2 separate regions of the Manis javanica genome follow, and region 1 is linked to region 2. The links are chromatin contacts, called in public Hi-C maps. All regions are on one chromosome and are shown on one strand. The core of a region is the stretch at or near the end of the contact, and the rest is flanking DNA. Distances in the headings are between cores, read along the strand shown. Region 1 holds the start of CHCT1 (CHD1 helical C-terminal domain containing 1). Region 2 holds the start of ZNHIT3 (zinc finger HIT-type containing 3).

Evidence for each region. Hi-C and Micro-C count contacts between places; a contact is called where the count stands out from the background.
Region 1: a contact with region 2 is called in a Hi-C map of blood, with 3 times the contacts expected there. The contact joins the promoter of CHCT1 here to the promoter of ZNHIT3 in region 2. A contact is called at or near these places in 2 of 2 Hi-C or Micro-C datasets (blood and fibroblasts).

Annotation. Positions count from the first base shown.
Region 1 is chr4:145,347,426-145,354,303 of MJ_LKY, reverse strand. CHCT1 (CHD1 helical C-terminal domain containing 1) reads right to left here and starts at 4,996. Exons shown (of 7, transcript XM_073235296.1): 1 at 4,766-4,996; 2 at 4,070-4,327; 3 at 2,854-2,955; 4 at 2,399-2,574; 5 at 1,846-1,945. The coding sequence starts at 4,162. LOC108390928 (a long non-coding RNA gene) reads left to right here and starts at 5,019. Exons shown (of 3, transcript XR_001851635.3): 1 at 5,019-5,251.
Region 2 is chr4:145,033,372-145,039,615 of MJ_LKY, reverse strand. It overlaps ZNHIT3 (zinc finger HIT-type containing 3), which reads left to right and starts at 1,794. Exons shown (of 5, transcript XM_017639654.3): 1 at 1,794-1,952; 2 at 2,068-2,099; 3 at 3,972-4,058; 4 at 5,084-5,164. The coding sequence starts at 1,867.

The DNA of each region.
Region 1 (6,878 bases), core at 3,747-6,246, 310 kb before region 2:
TCCACCCATTCATGTTCAGAGGAATAAACAGAGGCCCAGAGAGGGAGAGATTCTGGTTAAAGCTGCACAGCTAGATTGGAGGAGGGTGGAGGAAGCAGGGTGGTGTGGTTAGAGCAGGGCTGAGCCATGTTAAGTAAGAATCCAGCGCTTCCCTCCCATTTGCTATGTGGTCTGGGTCACATTACTTTACCTCTCTGTATTTGGCATCTTCATTTACACACTGTGGACAGTAATTCTAATTACCACGTAGGGTTACTTTTGAAGATTTCATGAGGGAACATAAAGTCCCTGGCATGTAGAAATTGTTACCTATGGTGATTATTTTGTGAGTTCGAAGTATGCTCTGTCAACCTCTGGGGGTCCCTGAAATAGTTTTTGACTTTGCAGACCCCCCTGAAAATTGGGATCCACTGAAGGTACAAGAGAGAAACCAATGGATTCAAATGTAACATAATGTGAAAAGTTCATATGAATGAAAAGGCTACATACCGTATGATTTCAACTACATGACATTCTGGAAAAGACAAACTATGGAGACAGTAGAATGGTTGGTGGTTGCCAGGGGCCTTGGAGGGAAGGAGGGAGGCATGAATAGTTGGAGCCCAGAGTTTTTAGGGCAGCAAAACTATTCTGTGTGGTACTACAATGGTGGGTATATGTCATTGTACATTCGTCAATGTGTGGTTCTACAATGGTGGGTATATGTCATTGTACATTCGTCAAAGCATATGGAATGTACAACACAGAGAGTGTACCCTAATATGAACTACAGACATTATTCAGTTAATAATGTATCAATATTGGCTCATCAATGGTAACAAATTACCTACTACAAGAAGTTAGTAATAAGGGAAACAGGAGGGGTTGGCATATGGGAACTCTGTATTTTCCACTCAGTTTTTCTATAAACCTAACACTGTTTTTATAAAAGCCTATTGAAAACGTTCATTAATGTAATTTCAGATTCCATATTGCAAGTAAGTAACGGCCGCTTACTGAATTTTGGTGTGATATCCAAAAAAAAAATCTGCTATTATCTGAAAACGCTAATAAAATACTCCTATTTTTCTAACATAATCTATCTGTATGAGTCTGGGTTTTCTTCATATACTTCAACCAAATCAATATATCCTAAGGGACGGGCTGCAGATGCAGGTTCAAGAGTCCAGCTGTCTTCAATTAAGCCAGACACTGAAGCAATTTGCAAAAATTATGTAAAACAATGCTGCTATTCTCAATAACTTTTTTGTTTTGGAAAATACTATTTCTCATAAAAATATGTTTATGTTAAAATGCAATGGACTTCTTGTTTTTATTTTTAAATGGATTAATAAATACATATTGTGAATATTTTTCTTTAGCTTTAATTTCTAATAGGGCAACTATCAATAGATATAACCTATATAAACAAATGCTTTTGGGGCTTCCCAGAGATTTTTAAGAAGTTAGAAATGACCTGATGCCAAAGCTTTTGAGAATCACTGTTTTGGAACAAAGCCAGGCCAGGCTCTGTCCACAGTGTTTGGAGCCTTCCTCCATGCTGGCTGTGCCCTTCTGCCTGGCCTCAACTGTCCCCACCCATGGCTCCCCAGGGATGTCCCTGCCCCTGCTAACATCAGGGGGTGTGTATGGAGGGTGAATAAATATTGAGAACCTGAAGCTGAGCTTCTGTAGGGAGAGGTAGGGGCAGAGGGGTCTTCCTCAGGCAGCGAGCCATGGGAAGGAGGAGGGGCACTGGTTATATCAGAGGGCCCTTCAGCTCCAGGTGCTCCCCCACCCCCAAATCCAGGAACACACCAGCCAGCCCCAAGCTGGGCCCGGAAGGGGCTCTCCCAAGAGCCTTACCAGAAACTTGGCCAGCTGGTTGCTCTTGGTGTGCTTGTAGAGCCTGCGGAGCTGCTTTGCCTCCAGTTCTGAAAAGAGGGAGACAAATCGCCAGAGCATCCTGCAGGGGAGAAACCCACAGCTGAGGAAGGCAGAGCACAACCCCTCTCCCTCCAGCATTTGTCCTGTGGCGGGCACCCACCCAGGAAGAATGGACCATGCACTGCTGCCTTCTTTGTGTTTTGTTGGAGGCATAAAGAAATGGAGTTTGCCAGGCCTGGAACATCCTGTCCTGGTGATGAGCACCCCCACCACCTGGTAGTTGTTCAATCAGAGGTTATTCTCCTCAGGGTCAGGAGAGCTCTTTGCACTGTGTGGACAGCCACAGTGCATCATTGCTGGAGTGACTAGAGGATCCTGTTCTCTCCACCCCTCTTTACCATGCTCACTTCAGGATCCTGACTCTTTCACAGAAAGATGAAGGACTAGCAGATCTTGACTGAGGTGTGGCCTCAAATCTAGAGGGAGGGGCCCAGGAGTGGATGTGATGGGAAGGGCCAGGAGGCTGCCCTACTTCCTCCAGTGCTTGATTTCCCAGGCTTGGCAGTAGTGCTGCAGAAAGGCACTGATGTGATCCCCTAGGACCACCAGGCTCTGCTTCATGTACTTTAGCTGCTTCTTCTTGGGAACGTCCTTGGGCAGGTGCAACTTTCGCAGGAACTTCTTCAGTGGCCTCAGATATTCTTTACACTGAGGAGGTAACAGGTGAAGTGAGAGGCCATTGGAGAAAAGAAGAGGCAGATGGACAGCCCCAAGGAACCAGCAGGTTGGCTCAGCTGCAGCCCTTGTGGCCTAGGAAGGGGCACACATGTTAGATGAGGAGGTTCTAGTCAACCTCTTACACACTTCCTTCCTGAGAGTGTGGCAAGTGGGGTGGTGAGCTATGGGCTGAGGTCCACCAATTGCTGACCCAGGTCTCCTGACCTGTGTGGAGCAGGGACCTGGGTCCTGAGCTGGCCTGTTACTCACAATTTTGAAGGCATCCTGGCTGAGGCCCATGGCATGGCACACCAGGGAGACTCTAGCAGGGATGGTGCTGAAGCTCTCCTCTAAGTAGGGTACAGCTGCCACCTGTGGGGAGGCAGGGGCAGCGGTTGGCTGGGGGGCTTAGGCTGCTGCTCCTGAAGGGCAGCAGTGCTGGGCAACCACTGGTCCAAATGCCAGTCAAAGTCCTTCTCCATTTTCCCTATGACGTATTCCTTGACCCAGCCCTGAGGTGAGTGAACTCTGGGCAAAGAAACCCATTTTTGAGAATCCCGGCTGAGAAATTCTAGAATGTTCCCCCCAATTTCTTTGATAATAATTATAGCATAGTATACTAACAAATTTTGCAATGCACTTGGTAAACATTCGTTTTATTCTACCATAAATTCTGTGAGGTTAGATATCATTATCCCTTTTTATAGATGAGAACACTGAGGCAGCAAGAGATTTAAGTAACTCCTTGGGAGAATGAGCAGGGATTCATTAACTCATCCACCAAGCAAACATTTATTGAGTATCCACTTCCCAGGCCCACCTCTTTGTATCCCTAACCTTTAGCATCGTGTCATGCTACCTACTGGGTACTCAGAAAAACATGTGATGGTGATGGTAATCACGAGAAGGAAATTTCTGGGGAAAAGTGGAGCAAAAAAGGCTGAAAATTAATGAAGATGGAGTGACCGAAATAATACTTGAAGTCAGAGTGCAGGGTTAGATTGACATGGCTGGGTTTGCACCTGACCTTTTAAAAGACTTTCAGAAAAATGGGCATTAATTCCTGCTTGTGTTCAGGGGAACAAGAAAGATCCAAGCCCAGACCACCCTGAAGGCAGAGACCAAGAAAAAAGATGGGGGTAGATAGAGAGGGTATGGGATACAGGCTTCTCTAGGCCCCCGAGAGAGGGGACTCTAGGTGATCACCTCCTTTAACACACCACCACACCACACAACCATGCACGCACACACACACACACGGGCCCTTGTCTCTTCATAACCAACCAACAGTCACGTCCAGGAATACATGTCCTTGATAAATATCTGAATGAATTCATCTTCTCTTGTTCCTTTAGTCTCTTGCTAACTCACGTACCTCATCATTGTTTTCCTTCTCTTCTTCCTTGACTTTCCTATTCTCTGCTTTCCAAAACCGGCCCTCAGAGACTCTCCTTTTTCCCCTCCCTCACATCCCCAGCCCCCTCACCTTCTCTAGAGGCTCGTCCCCTTCACCCTCTCGCCCATCTGAGGCCTCCATCTCAGTAGGTGCACTGGTGGGCTCCAGAGTGGCACTCCTCATGTCCCCTCAGGCTGCTGACCTGCTGCTTCTGTGACCCAGGTGACCCAGGGACCGGCCGGGTTGGCTCCAGAACGCGGAGGGAAACCGTGGCAGCTGTCACACAGAGCCCTTCCCGACCCACCCGTTCCTAGGGTGGTCGCCGGGCCGTTGCCTGCCAACTGTGAGCTGGACGGGGGGCGTGAAGATGTGTGAGGCAGAGCTGGGACTTTGTCAGAGCCCACGGCCGGTCGGGATGGGCTGTACCCCTTCTCCCAAGAGAACTGTCAGTTGCTGTTGATTTTGAACCCTGGTACGGCTTGTGAGGTAATTTTCTCGCGTGAGTACCATTCAGGCCTCCCCCCGCCCCCCCCCCCCCCCCCCCCCCCCCCCGTTACATCGTGCGCTTCCCGAGACGGCGGACCGGGGTTTGTAACTTTCCTCTCGGGATTTGGGACTAAGGGCTAGAGGGTGCATTGAGAAAATGGAATACAGTAAATCTCCCGAGATAGAGCTCTTCTACCCCCCTGTGGCCTCCAGGAAGTTAATAAGCCAGTTGTGGTGGGTGTTGGATGACGGTATTGGAGGTATTTTTGGGGAGTGGAAGGGTACAAAAATACTAGCCACCGTGTATTATGTCAACCCTCGCAACAGTCTTCCCTGAGGTAGGTACCGGTAGCGATCCCATTCCTTAGAAGAGGAGCCGAGATGCAGAGGCCCGCACGGTGTCCCAGGCCGGCGGCCACTAGGGGGGGTGAGGAAGTTTGGGCCGAACTGCGGTCCTGGAGACCGGGGGCGCCGCTGAGGCGCGCGGGGCCTCCGCGTCCGCTGAGGCGCGGGGGCGGGTCCCAGCCGCCGCCAGGCCCCCAGCGCGGCCCTGGCTGCCCCTCGCGTCCTTCAGCGCGCGCGGCCGGCGACGGCGCTGGGCGGGCGGCCCGCGTCCGCTCCCCGCGCTCGCGCCTGCCGCCCGGAGCGCCGCGGTCCTCGCCTCCGTGTGCTGTGGGCCCGGCGTCCCGTGTTTCCCACCCAGGTTGGCCGTCTTCCTACCCGGCCTTCGCAGGCGCAGGGTCGGGGCGCGGCAGGACGGTTGTGGCTCTGCCTCCAAACGGAAAGGTCTGTTCTCTGAGCATTAATTCAGGATTATTTTGCTACCGTTAAGAAGGATAATTAAATTGGCAAGAGTGAGGAGAAGGAGCTCTCTTATACTCTTCTGCTGGGAATGGGAATTGGTAAACAAGGTAATGCAAAATGTTAACTATGCATTCCCTTTGACACACAAATTATACCTCTGGGAATTTGTGCTAAGGAAAGAAGATGGATGTAGCAGGACTGTTACAATGGTGACAATTTGGAAAAAACTGAAGCGTCATCAATAGGATAAGGTAATTAAACTGTGGTACACCCATACTTAAAAGTACTATGCTGTGAAATACTAAAGTTAAAATTAATGTTTAAAAACACTCTACTACTAAAATAGGAATTATTAGAATACTACTCTATATAATACTAATTAAAATTTTAAACTTAAAATTACTACTCTATATGGAAAACTGTATGGTATTATCTATTTTTCTAAGTATGTATTTATATTTACACAGAAAAAAGTCTTTAAGGATACCTTTCAAAATTTCAAGGGCGACTTTTCACTTTCTTTGCATATTGTCTGCCGTTTTAAAAAAATATGTTTTACATTTACAGTCAGAAAGGGCAGCTATGTTTTTAAAAGTTACTTGTAAGGAATTAAAAACATACAACGCTAAGTTTAAAAACAGCATAAAAGTATTACATTGTAACTCATTACATAAGTGAACAAGAATATGGACCAAGACTGGAAAAAAACAGTAAAAAAAAACAAGGAATTGAATATATATATTCAATTCAAATATACTCTCCTGCCCCAAATAATACCTACAATTCAGAAGGGGGAAAAAAGCGTCAGAACCTCAAGGTTTATCCGTCCCTGCCCATTCCTTCACCCCGCTTCACCCCTTCTTTTCCTTCCCAGAGCCTTCAGCAAGTCCTAGACTCTGGTTGCCTGCCCTATTCCCATAACAGTTTCTTACCAACCTTAGGGAGTAACCTGAAGAGACAGTTGAACCTGTCAGCAGCCAGGAATTAATGGCTCCATATTCAACCATTAACTAAGACAAAACAAAAATCCATTGCCTTTAGGAAACATCCTTCAGAATTCAATTAGTCAGTGTAAAATGACTCTACAGGGCAAGTCAACTCATTCAACAGTTATTCCTCCAATGTTAAATTTGAAAACCCTATGTACCATGTACTTCAGGCAGGTGGGGTGGGGGTGGAGATGGTGGGGGTGTTAATTTGACCACCCTCCACTTTATGCAGGCTGGCATGTTCCTTGATGGGACCAGCCAGTTTCCTTCTCATCATGTCTCAGTCTTATCCCCAGTGCACATGGTAGAGCTCACAAAATTCTTGTTGTGTGCCCTGACTTCAGTGGATAAAGCCACTCCAAGGCCACTAGAGCTTGAATTACTGTGAAAGGCAGAATCTCTTAACACGGGACGGGCTTGAGGGAATCAACAACCCCTTTAAAATTCTTAACTAGCAAATTGCATTTGAGGACCATAGTCTTCATCAGATAATTGAAACATCTGTGGCCTCAAAGAAGTTAGGAACTGATAAGGGTGTGAACCTTCCCAACAGTGGCTTCTCAGATGGGTTTTTATATCTGATTTCATGGAAGCCTCAAATGGAAATAGTGTGAGAAATG
Region 2 (6,244 bases), core at 545-3,044:
GGGCAGCACAGAGAGCCCAACCGTATCAACCTCCTGTCTCACAGAAGGGCAACATGTAATCCATGTGGGGGGAGTAGCTTCATCTGTGCGCCCCATCGTGGTTTTGGGGAGGGGCAGGGCAGTGGCTAGCCCCCTGGTTAGAAAGCCAAAAGCTCCTGTGGAGTTTCATCACGCTAATGTGGGTGGCCAGCTTCCAGCTGGATCTCCTCCGCTCCCTCTCACTCCCCTTCATCCCAGGAAGGCTGGGAAGCCTGGGGCGATGGGCACCAGGGAGCTGCGCCAAATCTCATTTGGAGCCCTCGGCCGGCGTAGACCTCGCTTTCGTGGAGGAGACGCCTGCCCAGCCAATCGTCTGCCTTGGCGCCGCACTCTCCACGCTCATTCCCGTTGCTTGGCGGTTTTGGAGGTGCTGGCCAACTCCGGGAGTCATTCCCCTGCGCTGCGAGACAGCCTCGTCTTCCGCCCCGTGTCGGGGAGAGCTCGCTCAGGTCCCGCTGGAGCTCCAGGTACACCAGAGCCAGTCTCGGCCTGGAGCGCCCTCTGGCGGTGCTAGGCGCCAGGCCTGGGATTGAATGAGCAGGACATTGCCTGCTAGACGGCGAAGCTCCGAAACCTTTCTGCCTGGCGTGTTACCTAGACTCCCTCCAAGTCCAGCACTACGCCTCAGGCTGATGCCGAATAGGCACAGGGCAGCCTTAGACAGCTGCTGGGACCAGAATGGTAGCGGTCCAGGGACGGCCAAGGTGCGGCCAAGGGTGACTTCGTCAATGTGAACATTTAGTTGTTGGTCCTGGAGTCATATCTGCCTTTCTTCTCTTAGCTAGTCACTGCCCAAAGGAGTTGTACTGGTTTCCTTGGTTTCTTGGTGGTTTACCAACCTCATTGCCATCACAGCTGAGCCACCTCCCTTCCTGGACATTGAAGCAGGAGGGGTGCAGCTGTGCATGTGGGGTTGGAGCCCTGGTTAGGTTGGCTGTCCTCAGGGCTTGGAGGAAGAGGAGGGCTCCCAATAAAAAATGGCTTTGTCTATTCCTAAATAAAGCCTGAGGTGGCATTCAAGGCCCATCATAGTTCACCTGTCTGGACTTGTTAGGCCAGGATACCCACCTTTGGGCCATTGGTCACTCATCTGTTCCCTGGCTGGGACTAAGGAAAAGTGGGAAGCCTAGGATGTAAAAAGTGCAGGCTAGCACCAGCAAGACCCTGAGACTGAGTTTCTTCCCTTCCACCTTTCCATCTTGCCTGCACTATAAGCCTTGAGCTCCCAGAAGGCGGACTGTGCCTGCTACTCCCCAGGTAGCCTCCCATCCCAGCGTCTAGCAGGGCAGAGCTCACGGAGCTCAAGAAACATTTGTCCACATTTGTCATGGCCAAACTTTCCATCTTTCTTTCCTGTTGAGAAATATGGCCCAGGCTGGGAAGAATACGTGACCTAATGGATTCTACTTCGGCCAGTGTCTGGACTTTTTTGTTTTGTGCGAGGAGAACCCCATGCTGGTATGAGATTCAGAAAATCCAAGCCAGAAAGTAAAGGGCATTTGTCCCACGAATTCTTTTTACATGCGGTGGAACAGAACCGGACAGTGACGATGATTTGCTTCAAGTCACCCGGCCACGCAGAGGCAGGGACAGGGCTACATAAATTCTTCCACGACGTGACCTATCCCGGAAAACGTACTGGATGCGCATCGAGTGTATCGACTTTTTACTTATCGAGCCTGGAACCATGAGCAGGCCCGATCCATTGCTTTGACTGCCAGCAAGTGCTGCTCACCGATTGGTCCTGGTGAGGAAACGGAGAAAAGTGCACGTGGGAGCCGAGGCCGCCCAGGCGTGTCCGGGTGGGGGCCTGTTCCCGGAGAAGCCATGGCGTCGCTCAGTTGTAGCACCGTCGTCTGCGTGATATGCTTGGAGAAACCCAAATACCGCTGCCCCGCCTGCCGCGTACCTTAGTGAGCTCGGGAGGGCGAGGATGGGGGCCGAGTGTTGGGCTTGGCTGGGGCTACGGGGCTGCGGGAGGGTCCACGTGGCCGTCGGGGCTGACGCGGGCCGTGCACTCTGTTACAGCTGTTCGGTGACTTGCTTCCGGAAGCATAAAGGTAAGGCCCCGGCATCCCTGCCCCAGCCCTGCGTCCCGCCCTGTGCGGGGCAGCCCTCGCTCCCTGCCGGCGTCTCGGTGCCGCGCTCCCTCCGGGCCTCGCCCGCCCGATCCTGTGGGAGGGCCTCTGCCTGTGAGTGCATCTCCGGATTTTGAACATTGAGAAACTTCTGCTCTGACTTTCCTTCTATGTACCGTCCTTTTTTTTTTCCCCCTTAAAAATAGGCGACTATCATGACCGCAAAAGTCGACCCTGGCTCTTTCTTCATCTTAGTGTTCTGACGCAGCCCCTCATTATTGGAAGAAGCTGGATGGCTAAAGTTAATGTTTTCTTTTTTTAAAAAATAATGTCTTGTTAGAACAGTGAGGTATTAGAGAGAGATGTACTGCAAGGAGCGATGCTGTTGGCTGTTAATGTTGTCAGCTCTACATTTTAATTCTTTCTCCAATCCCGCACTTCGTCTCAGTACCCGGGGACCCTTTCCACTACCTCATGCTTCCTACTGTGACATTAAACTTCCCCATTGCTGCTTCTACTTCATCCCCTCCGGTCTTTGGCCCTGTTGTTTTTTTTTTAAACCTTAGTATCTGGAGCATTTTCAGCTCAAGATAGATAGAATCGCTTTGTTGGAAATGGGGTTGGGGAGCCGTGCCTGGACCACTTCCCTCTAGCCCTGCAGCCCTGTGGGGTCCCTCCACGAACCCCTAGGTCAGGCAGGAGCTCTTAACTATCTGGTCCTGCTACTGCCAGGGTGATTTTTCTGAAATGTAAATTAGAGTAATTCACATCCACGTTGAAAACCCCTCTCTCTAGCAAAGGAGGTCAGTGGTTGTTAAGCTGGGTATTGCTCTTTCTAGGGAGACAGAGGTTCATTCACATTGTGTTTGTTGTCACTGTCGTTGAGGAGGGGTTGGCTGTACTGAGGTTTCTAGGGAGACAAGGTCACATTGGGTTTGTTGTCACTGTCGTTGAGGAGGGGTTGGCCGTACTGAGGTTTCTAGGGAGACAGAGGGTCACATTGTGTTTGTTGTCACTGTCGTTGAGGAGGGGTTGGCCGTACTGAGGTTAACTGGTATTGACTCAGACATACTGCGGGAGTCAGACTATCCTACAGCATTAAATACCTTTCTGCCCTAATACAGCAGCACCCTTGCTGAGAGACTCTGTCTTGGGAAGAAAGGTGAACCTCCCTTGTGTTGTGGTCTTTTGCTGCTTCTGCTTGTGCCCCAGCCACCTGCCAGGCCTGCCTTGCTAATCAGCTGGCAGTTGCTCATCACCGTCTCCTTGCGTTTGCCCCTATTCTTTCAAGGGTCGGGTCCTGCTATAGACCCCTCTGCCAGGAATGCACTCTCCACCTGGCAACACCTCTCCCTGCCAGACTCCTCTTGGTTGGCTTCTTGGCTTTCTCACATGAATTAGATCAGACTCATTTTATCCGTGTTTCTAGCTGTCAGCCATAAGACTGAACCCCTCTGAGAGGGGCCTGAGGACTTTCACATGTGTATTCCCAGTAGCACATGGTGCATGCAAATTTGTTATCTGAAACTGCTGAGAAAATAGTTTGATGCTAATTGAAAATAGTGTGCCACTTGATTGTGGTGAAAGCCACAATTAGGGCAGTGAGGAAGGGGACAGACCCTACAGATGCATGAGGTCTGTTCCCTCAGCCCTTCCACCAGGCCCACGATGGCTTGTTCTTTTTCTTATACTGCCCCTTGATCTGATCTTTCACATTCTCTCTATCCATCTCCACCCCACTCATAGCCCTTACCCTGCACATACACTTCCCACCTAGATGCTGCCTTGGTGGGGAGGTGCCGCCTTGTCACTCAGATGGAGGTGATGTGCACCTGAGATCTGTGTCTCTTTCAGAGCAGTGCAATCCTGAAACTCATCCTGGCGAGAAAAAAATAAGATCAGCTGCTATTGTAAAAAGTATAAAGCCTGTGGAAGATGAAGGTGGGTTAACTGACTTCAAACAAACAAAACCTGGGAAAGGGTTCAAATAGAAAACATCGGAAGGAAAGGAAAGAAGAGACTTGGGCTGGGGCAGGGAGTGGATAATGATGGGTTCATTAGGGAGCAGCAGCTGCCTTGGCCCTGAGCACCAGGAGTGGGGGCACCTGTCATCAGGAGGTGGGGGGTACCACAGAGCAGCCCGAAGCCAGTGTTCAGGACAAGAAGTATGGGAGCAGATGGGAGAATGGCCAAAGTGGTGGTTTGGGGGTGAGGGGTGGACCTTGCTGTTGAGAGTCTTCAGTCATGGCTTTTCAGGTCTACAACCATGGGCCTGGCTGGGGCTGTCAGTTCACCTGAGCCGGGTCCAGCAGGGAGATTGCTTGTGGCCTAGGTCGCCTGCTGCTGCTCTGGGTTTCTCATAGCTTATAGCAGGAGCGTGGGCTGCTATCCCAGCCAGCCAGCCAACCTCTCCTTTAATACCTTATGGGTGTCATGCACCATGCCAGGCTCTGAAAGCAACCCCTCCTGGCGCCACCAGAGGTATTGAACATTCACACCAAGGGGATCGCCCGTTTCTGCCCTTTGAGAAGCTTGTTGGGTTCAGGCAGTGCCAGAAATTTGTCCATGCTGAAAGCACAGGGGATTCACATTGGCAGGTTTTTATAGAGGATCTAAGTTTTTGGCTCATAACAGGGCTGGAGCCATAATGAGGGGAAGTAGGGTGATAAGAATTGGAGTCAGGCTCTAAGCCCAAAGACCAGAGAAACATAGTGTGTGAATACTTAGATGCATTTGTTAGACCCACCAGTTCTTTCACTTCCCTAAGAGTGTTGTGCAGTCACAAAATTCCAGAGAAAAGAGGTTATTTTTGTTTTGTCTGTGCCTGCTTACACACCTGTTACTGTATGTGTGCATGTGTTTATTAGAGTAGGTAAAATCTGGTCCTCGGCTTTCATTTTAGTCACAGTTATATATATTTGTGTTAATTATATGTTATATATATATATGTGTTATATATTCTTTAGATGACGATGACTCTGTAGGTGATTTTCTCAATAGTGATGAGGAAGAAGACAGAGTTTCTTTGCAGAATTTAAAGAATTTAGGTAAGCCTATGCTGTGCTTGTTCATTTCTTTGTCAACTATTGAGATACATGTAATCTATTGTGTAGAATGTAATTTTTTGAAGTTCTTAGTTTGTCATGGCAGGCAGAACCCTTCCCACAGCCACATGATTCTGTGGACGCCCAGGGCTTCCACGCCTCCCTGCTATAAGGCCATTGGGATCCTCCTGCTGGCTTTGTGAGTGAGCAAAATTCTCTTTCAGGGCTTGATTCAGTTTTTCTTTCTTCAACTAAACTTTTCTTGATCTTTTGTCTCTCTCATTCCCTCACTCTCATAGGCACTTCTATAGCAGCTTCCCATGGTGCCTTGTAATATCTTATCACATTTTATGGCAATTTCTCTCACCAGTCTAGGTCAAGGGCTGCATTTATTCCCATGTCCCTCATGCTCAATTTATAGTCCAGCCATTAATGCAGATTGGGTGATCCCAGGAGTTGACTTTTTAAGGGGATGTGGCTGTTAATATGCCCAGCATTTTGTAGGACAGCTCAGCGAGTCTTTATAGCAGTTATAGGTATGTAAGTAATGGTTGGAAGAGTTCCTAAAGGTGGTCATTACTTTGATTCTTCCCATTTCAGTCAGGCTGACTTGGGTGCTTTGCACCCAGTCCTGTGGTAGTAATTAGACCAAGGGTGGAGCTGAGCTGTGGAGAGCTGTGAGCAGTCTCGTGAACTCAGGCACCATACAGATGTGTCAGTTCACTGCTACCGATCCTGCTTCACAGGGATCAAGCACTTAAACTTACGCCAAGTATTTGGTATAACTGTCCTCACCAGGAACCTTCATGCCTGTGAAAACATGTCAACAACTTACCATTGTTGCTCTCTATCTGTACTGGTAAAATATATTTTTAGCTTGAATGACATAAAGCTAAAATATTTCTAACAGTACCAAAAAAAAAATCTGTGGTAATGTTTAACTTGAAAATAACCCGATTAGCTGATCTCACCTTGTTTATATGAAGCATTGGGTTAATTTGCAGGTTTAAAGGTTAAGGGGATTTTTGATTGAAGACCAATATTCTTGATGTATTACACTTGAAACACTTGGCTTTTGGTTAT